Linked DNA regions of Mus musculus: regions 1 and 2 are each linked to region 3. The links are chromatin contacts, called in public HiChIP or PLAC-seq and promoter capture Hi-C maps. All regions are on one chromosome and are shown on one strand. The core of a region is the stretch at or near the end of the contact, and the rest is flanking DNA. Distances in the headings are between cores, read along the strand shown.

The links. Promoter capture Hi-C pulls out the DNA fragments that hold promoters and counts their contacts. HiChIP or PLAC-seq counts read pairs in DNA pulled down with a chosen protein or histone mark.
Region 1: an H3K27ac HiChIP or PLAC-seq map of embryonic stem cells shows a contact between it and region 3, with 8 times the contacts expected there. The contact joins the enhancer-like site here to the promoter of Spock1 in region 3. A contact is called at or near these places in 4 of 39 promoter capture datasets (cranial neural crest, hippocampal neurons, liver and 1 more), 7 of 115 datasets of contacts at active chromatin or transcription factors (embryonic basal ganglia, embryonic forebrain, embryonic hindbrain and 3 more) and 1 of 9 other capture datasets (embryonic stem cells).
Region 2: a contact with region 3 is called in a promoter capture Hi-C map of hippocampal neurons, with 5 times the contacts expected there. The contact joins the enhancer-like site here to the promoter of Spock1 in region 3. A contact is called at or near these places in 8 of 39 promoter capture datasets (cranial neural crest, embryonic stem cells, frontonasal cranial neural crest and 4 more), 1 of 484 Hi-C or Micro-C datasets (embryonic stem cells) and 8 of 115 datasets of contacts at active chromatin or transcription factors (craniofacial prominence, embryonic basal ganglia, embryonic forebrain and 5 more).

Annotation. Positions count from the first base shown.
Region 1 is chr13:57,361,307-57,364,006 of GRCm38.p6, reverse strand. All of the region lies in intron 1 of Gm33294 (a long non-coding RNA gene), which reads right to left. Among named protein-coding and RNA genes, the nearest start is that of Gm33294, 69 kb to the right of the region's middle. Within about 2 kb of position 1,271, at least 14 of the 459 cell types and tissues checked have an H3K27ac peak or open chromatin away from gene starts, as enhancers often do. A contact at or near this core is called in embryonic stem cells, where this site is marked.
Region 2 is chr13:57,315,152-57,317,851 of GRCm38.p6, reverse strand. All of the region lies in intron 1 of Gm33294 (a long non-coding RNA gene), which reads right to left. Among named protein-coding and RNA genes, the nearest start is that of Gm33294, 22 kb to the right of the region's middle. Within about 2 kb of position 1,316, at least 23 of the 459 cell types and tissues checked have an H3K27ac peak or open chromatin away from gene starts, as enhancers often do.
Region 3 is chr13:57,907,071-57,909,770 of GRCm38.p6, reverse strand. Spock1 (sparc/osteonectin, cwcv and kazal-like domains proteoglycan 1) reads left to right here and starts at 1,439. Exons shown (of 12, transcript NM_009262.3): 1 at 1,439-1,579; 2 at 2,184-2,369. The coding sequence starts at 2,184.

The DNA.
Region 1 (2,700 bases), core at 22-2,521, 550 kb after region 3:
GTTCCTCACAGCCAATTCAAATCCCAGTTTCTACAAAGTCAGAGCTGAACCTGGTACCACTCCCTAGTTCACAGCACCAAATATATTTGAGACCTACTGATTGGTTTCAGGGATGGCAGGAGTAATCACAACATAGAAAACAGAGCAAACACATTCTAGACAATCAAACAGAAGTCTGGAAAACCTCTAGAGACAGAAGCACTTGGGCAATGTCCATTTTCTATTCTCTGGAAAAACTTAGGTCAACTGCTAAGTTGGTGAAAAAGTTCCAGGCTTCTCTTGTCTTATGGAAGGATACTGTTTTGGTCCCTGTCAAAATAAGGAAGTAAATAAATAAATATTTCCTCAAATTGGCTGTGACCAACCCTTTGCTGAAAGCTTCCTTTCCAGAAGCCCTTTGTTCTTGAGCAAGGTTAGCCTGGAACCCGGATCGGCTTATTCTCCAGGACTGAGCCTTGGCCAGCTTCCTATGTTGGATGTAGGGTCTTGGGTGAAGCATCACCGGAAAATCAGGGGAGGTCAGACTCATTTCCACAAGCAGATTGAGCCCAGATTATTTTAAAAGTCGGCTGTGAAGCCAATCAAAGTTGCTTTTAAATACGTAAATCCAATAAGCCAGTTGGCCTCAGGTCTAAACCTGTATCTTTTCGAGAATAACTCAAGCAGAAAATCAAAAGATTCCCCCAAACAGAAATGGAATTGAACAGTATCATCATTGAATTTGATGATACTCCAAGTTCTTGGAGGAGAGGGGCTTGTCTGGAGGTGGGGGTGGGGAGTGAGGGGTTGGGGAGAGCTGGTGTTGGGAGTCCTGTGGGTGGCAGAGGTTCTGTGAGCATGTTTCTGTTTGGAATGTAAAAACAAAACCTTGTTAGGAAGTGGCATGCAGGAGCTCTGGCTGCAGATAGTGATTTAGCCATCAAAGAAGAAGTTGACCTATATTTGTGTGTACGGACTGTTTGTGCAGTTTAATGGGGCCTCTGGAAATCACCTACGACCAAGGAAGACTGCAGAGTTGGGCTTTGCCTGTAATTCTTCCCAGGATGGGCTGTGTACCTGACAGTTATGATTTGTAACAAAAAGAATGCAATGTTTTGTTCTTAAAATTCGCTCCTCAGGTAGCGCAAAGGAAGCTTGTACCTTTCCAAACCTCCACAACAGTGCAGCCTTTGATCAAGGGAAAGTTTCACCGGTGCAGACGCCTAGGCTTGCAAGGGAAGCATTGTAATGCAAATGCCTCGTCCTCATAGAACCAGGAATCATTCAAAGAGCTAGCAAGGAGGAACAAATGGCTGCTCAAAGCCAATACACAGACCGGAAGCCCTGCAGTGTCAGGGTGGCTTGTCTCTGGGGTCAATTCAAAACAAACTCTCACCTCAGGGGGACAGATGGGAGTGGCCACAGCCAGAGAGCACAGTTATGGATCACCCCCAAATCCTTGTTCCAGTGTGGTAACAGAACTGGGGAGCTTTTCTAGTATCAGAACACACTAAGTCATAACGGAAAGGCTCCTTTCAATTATATTGGCGGATATGTCAAGTGGGGAGTCACAGCAAAGCAGAGGTGACTCTGCTGTAGGCCCCAGACGCTAGCTGAGGATGTTCGGAGCTTTTTGGTTAGTGGAAGCTAGCAGTCTTTTAAAACACTGCAAAAGGTTTCACCTGCTAGTCACAAGGTCAGATACTAATGAGCAAAGGATGATTCTTAAGGATGCTACAGATAGCTCAAGATAAACTGTAATTAGGCTCTGGACCTCGGATATCCCCTCTTCACAGCCACTGACTGATGTGCTAACCAGCTAATCAGCTTTGCAGAAGCATCAGTATGAGGTGCAGTAACACCTTTCCAGGAACATTTGTTCACACTGGGAACCTCAGAGACTCCTAGAAGCAGAAGTGGCATGCAGTAGTGGGCTTCAGCACCCTATTCGTGCTCCTCTGGTCCCCATTCTCCCATCCACCAGAACCCTAAGATGAGGTACAAAGTGCTTTGGGTTCCATGTGTGGAGCACTCACGATGCAATGAATGCCCACTGTCCCTGGATAGATCGGTTTTTATGGTCCCTTTCATTGTGTTAAGCGCCGCAGGTTTGGTGGGAGCAGAGAAAGGAGTGTCCTCCTGTGCAAGACCAACACAGTTCATCGTCCAAGTTGCTCATCTCCTAGCTAGAGTTTTCTGAGATGTAAACCTGGCTTGGAGGCTGCTGAGTTGAATGAATGAGGCTTCTAGGTCATTAGATAGCTTTTTAGCAGATCTGAAGACAGTTAAAGATGCACCCTCGCTTCGCCCTCAATGTATAAAGCCAGGAGCTCAAATTCGGAGTACTCACACTGAGACTGGAAACTCTCATCCTGGATGAAGTATGGCTATCCTGTGCTTGCCCGCTACTAGCCAAGGCTTTCCCAGAGAGAACAAGGACATGCCACACACTGATCCTCCCACAGGGATGGCTAACCAGCTAGAACTTACCTACCGTGGAGCTGTGGGAATATCCCAGGTCCAGAGCCTAACGACCCTTAGCTTGGGCTACCATCAGCTCCCCTAATAGTCATTCTTTGCCCATCTGTGTCCGACTAACAAGTAAAACGTGTTTTAAATGTTTTAAAGGGCCACTAGCTTTGCACCTGTTGAGAAACTAAGGATGTCTTCAGGTGGCGCCTGAGGCCAACAGCAGAGATTCCTCTGTTTTGCTGTCCCAGA
Region 2 (2,700 bases), core at 67-2,566, 590 kb after region 3:
GGACAGACATCTGTGTCTTGTCCCACAGTTGAGATAGACCTTGTCTAGTATCCTGTTTTCTCCAGCAGTGGAGGGTGTACATCCTGAGGCTTTCTAGAGATGTCATTTTCTAGAAGTGATCTTGCTGGGATTTGTCATGGTGAAGGGCATGTTGGGTAGGTGGGTGTTCACAAAAACTTCAGGAATTGGGTCAGTAAGTCACCTCTGGGACACAAGAAGCTGGGATTCCTCAGGTCTCTGTGATGAGACACTCAGTAGGCGTCTGAGTCCATCTAAAAAGCTCAGGGGAGATGTGAGAGGAAAGAGACAGGGCCTGTTTCCAGCTGAGCCCAGGGCCCAGGGCTGGGAAGGGGAACACTGCCTGGAGACAGGAAGAAAGGCTGCATGCTAACTAACCACCCACACTTCCTCTCTTCTCCTCCTCTCTGACCATGCCCTCTTCGGGATTCTTTTCTTTGGGGAGTTAGGATCTGTAATGTCATGGCTTTTGATGCCTGGGTCATGTGCCATGCCACCTCCATTGTGGGTGTAAATAGGCATTTACAGTTCCCTGTAGATCTTAGATACTTTCTTGAAGGTTTTGATTTGAAAAGACCTGGAAATCACTAAAGAAACAGAGTTAAATAGAATCTCCAACACTAAACAAGAAATGTTTGACACAGTGAGCCAAGCAAATACTGGTGTCTGAGGGCAGTGTTGGGTAAAGAAAAGCTCCTACATGGAAACAAGGGGGTGGTGAATAAGGAGGAGGAGGTGAAGGGGGACAGGAGAGGAGAATGGGAGAGAGAGGGGGGAGGGGAGAGGGAAGGAGGGAGAGAAGGAGGGGGAGAGAGAGAAGGAAGGAAGGGGGAAGAAAGAGGGAAGGAGGGAAGAAGGGAGAGCTGAATGGTGGGAGAGAAGGGAGGAGGGAGAGAGTGAGCAGAAGAGGGGATATAACAGAAATGAAAACCCTGGAAGTCTCTGACTGTGGTAGCCAAGGCCAACAGTGTACATAGCAGACATGCTGCCAGAGACAACTAGTTTTAGGGTCAAGGATACCTTGCTTTAAATCTAGGCTTCTCTGATGCCAGAAGTTTGCCGCGGGGGTGGGGTGTTTGTTTTTGTTCTTTTGTTTTGTTTTTGCCACACAGGCCTGCATCTTCTGTGGAAAGTGGGGATTAAAAAAAAAAAAACTGACTAGGAGGATTCAAATCAGGTGTGGGGGCAGAGTGTCCAGCACCTTCCAAGAGTAAACACCAAGGTCTGGGTGGGTCTGGCCATCTGTAGGAAGCCGTGTGCAGAGAGCAGGCGGGCTTCGGAAGTTCCCTGCGGTGGGGGCCTGCTTCCCTTCCCAGCTCCCAGCACTGGTCCAGAGCTCGGGCTTATAGCCGCAGCTGCTTCTACCTCCCACAGGACTGGTAGGCTTCCTCCTCTGCTTGTGAATCCTTGCCTCTCTTACCCGGAGACTGACAACAGGGGTCGCTGGGGCCTTTTGCTCCTGCCTCTTGGCCTACATGAATTCAAATAGAGAAGGCCTGGCTGGGCAGTGGGATCGGAAATGAGGCTGGGGACCCACACTCTAGCACACTGTGTTTCCTGCTGGGTCCCTCCATGCTCCTGGCTGTTGCAGTCCTTCCTGTCTGACAGTAGATTTTTGTGTCTACACAGCCTTCCTTCTCAAATACAAAGGGCTGCCAGACGGGATTTGAAATGACAAGCCGGGTGAGGCCAAGAGCATTGTCTGTCTGCTCAAGCTAATTTTGTACTTGTGGGCCAGAGCCTCAGGGGTAGACAAAGCACTGGCTTGAAGAGTGGCAGCCTTTCCCTTTTCCAAAATGACTTTCAACTCTTCAGCTAGTCCTCGGAGGGCCCGGGAGCATCTTTCTCTATAGATGCCATCAGTGAGCGCAGGACAACTGTCCCAGATTTACACTCAGTCTGAGCTGAGAAATGTGACTGCAGTAAGACTTTGGAGCACATGTAAGGCTGGCCCTCTGACATCCCGCAAGGCAGTCTCTTCCCAGCCCAAGAGCAATCACATAAAAGGTCATACGAGAAACTTCATGGAAGAAGAAACAAAGTACCTCTGAGTTTGACTCAAATGGCCAAGGGAACTGTTGTAGCGAAAAGAGTCTTGGAAAGATAAGAAGGCTGGGCAAGGAGATGGGGTGCAAATGGGGTGCATGGCCTGAGGTGCTCAGGGCATGAGAATTCCCATGTAGGCATACACCACACACTACACACACCACATACATGTATCACACACACACACACCACACACATACATTATACACACACAACACATCCACATATTACACACTCACAGTCATATCATAATACATACTACATACACATAGACTCATGCATATCACACCTCCCCACACACATACACATACCACACACACAGACACACACATACACATACCACACACACAGACACACACATACACATACCACATGCACACACACACACCACAGACATACCACACAATACACATGGCACACACACACACCACACATACCACACATACACACACCACACACATACACATGCCACACACACATACACACATACCACACATACCACACACCACAAACACACACACACACACCACATCATACACACACACACACATCACACACTACACCACACACCAAACACACACACATCACACACTATACCACACACCAAACACACACACACACCACACATACCATACA
Region 3 (2,700 bases), core at 190-2,689:
CGGTCCTGGGACTTGGGCGGGCTCCTAAGGTACGTGTCCGCAGAACACTGAGCCCCAACTTGGCACATAAGTTTCTCTTGAAATGAGATGCATTCCTCTCACTATCCCAAGCCTCTCTCTCTCCAGCTATGACATCAGATACTCACTGTGTTCATCCCCGTGATAAGATACTCTCTGGGTGAGGTGTTTCCCCAACATGAAAAAAAAAGACTCCACTTCTCCTGTACTAAGGCCTCCCAGAATGCACAAGAACTGCAATTCACATGCTTAAACCATGCCATCTGCCCAATTATTACAGCACGACTCACAACCGGCCACATCATCGTGGTGGCATATTGAAAAGCAGGGCTCAGGATCCCTCTGATACTGACTGTTGGTGGTGTGTCATGACTGGTGCAGCTGCTGAGAGCAAGGCAGATCGCACTGTCAGAGAGTTCCAGCCCACGGGAAGGTCACGCTTGCCATAAGTGACCTTAAGCGCAGTGAGCTTGCAGCTGGAGAAACACTGAGTTCTCAGGGCAGTGTCACCGAGGTCCTGGCCTGAATCACAGGGACCACAAATCTCGGAACAAATGGAGATGAGGCAGCTGCAGAATGCATTCAGATATTCTGGTAGCTCAAGTCTGCCCAGGGGCAAAGTGATCCCAGGCCTGGAGGAGCCCTTGCCACTGGGGTCTGACCCCAAGGCTAGCCTGTGTAGAAAGTGGGGACAAGAAGGCAGGGGTGGGTGGGTGGGTGGGGGCAAACAGAGGCAGAAGGGTAAGAGGGCAAGGACCAGGTGTGCAGGGGACTAGGGTTTGGGTGTTTCTCAGGGAAGTGTCCTGAAGGGTTTTGAGTTTGGTGTGTGTGTGTGTGTGTGTGTGTTCAGGGCTATAGGCTATAGCTGTGCCAAGAAGTAGGCAGCGATGCACCTGTTAAGTCGCTCCCACCCCTATTAAACCAAACACGCTGAGTATTTGGAAAGAGAAGAGAGGGCTGGGTCAAGGCCAGCTTTCTCCTTCTGTCCGTGCTTGAAGCTGGAGGTCGGTTCCACAGGACTCTTAGGGGTGGCTCTGGTTGGAGATCAGACTTAGAGATGCTGGGTGTATGGCTTGAACCAGGGAGTAGAGAAGTTCACCTAAATATTGTCTGTGCACAAGACGCAACAGGGACTCATTTAAAGGGCCGACTCTTGGAGAGAGTCTCCTCTCTCCACCGTAGAGATTCTGAGACGGGTGTCCCAAGCACTTACTCGTTGAGAGTCCCTCAACACTGGCGACTTCTTGGCCTTCTAACATCATTTCCCTGAGCTTGAAATCTGTGTCAGCCCTGTAGAGCTGCGAATGAATCACGCTCCCGGATGGGACCGCTGAGCGCCAAGTAGCCGCCAGGGGGCGCCAGAGGCCTCGGCTAGGAGCTCAGGCTTCTCCGCCCGCGGACGCCGCGCCCGAGACGAGCCAGAGCGCTGCGGGCTCACAAAGCGGCCGGACGCGCGGCGGCGGCAGGTGCGCAAGGGAACGAGCCGGGCATCAGCCTTCCCAGCCACCGCGGTACAGGAACCCCAGCAACTCGGGCGCCGGGACTCGGGCGGGCTCCCAAGGTACGTGTCCGCAGAACACTGAGCCCCAACTTGGCATATTTGGCGTAGTTGGGACCTTCCTGAGGCCATCTCCCGGGCTGGCAGGGTCAGGGCCTGGGGGCATTTCTGCGTGTCCCTGTTGCGCAGAAGCCGCGGGCCGGGAGCAGAGAGACCTTTGCCTTAGCTGGGAACGGGAAGCCCGGCTTGAGGGCACCCCAAAGCCCCCGTCTGCCAGAGCCTGGGATGATGCTCAGAGCGCCGTTATCCCTATCCCTACACCAGAGCTGTGGGGCCCGTCTGTGGGAGTGCGGCTGGCACATTGAGCATCCGGGTTTTGGGGGAGATGTACTGGAGCCCCACAACGGAGAGCCGGTGAGAGGGTCTTCAGTAGTTTGACGGCGGCCCCGAGTCGGTGACCTAGGCTCTGCGTTTGTAGCTGTTTCCATGCATAAGGGCTCTCCAGGTGCAACCTCCGTCCCAGGTGTGAGAGGGACCACCCTGTCCCCGCGGTGAGCCCAGGCGCTGCAGCTTGTGCGCGCCCCTAGGCGCCCAGACACCCGGTGGGAGTGAGGGGCTTGAGGTAGCCCTGTTGTCACCGGCTCACGCCCGTGTGCCCTGCCCCCAGATGCCAGCGATCGCGGTGCTCGCGGCGGCCGCCGCGGCGTGGTGCTTCCTCCAAGTGGACAGCCGGCACCTGGACGCGCTGGCCGGTGGCGCGGCCCTCAACAACGCCAATTTCCTAGACAATGACCAGTGGCTGAGCACTGTCTCCCAGTATGACCGTGACAAGTACTGGAACCGCTTCCGAGATGTGAGTTCGGCTGGGGGTGGAAAATGGGGGGGGGGGGCTCAGAGACCAGTGTAGGGGTTGGGGGTGGTAGGTTCAAACCTCTCATGGAGGTCCACAGTGCATCCGTCTAGCCTGAGAGGAACTTTAAAGAGAACTTGGAAGGCTGGGTGCTCTTGCGTGTTACCTGTATTCCAGGTATGTGCACTTGTAGGATCGATGCAGCTGTCCTCACAGAAACAGGGCACAAACCTTAAGCAGCTTGGGGAGAGGGGCTCTCCAAGTGTCTGAGAGCTACTGATGGCAGACTGACTTTACCAAACCCTGGAAGGAAGGTCCTGGGAGCTGCAGGATC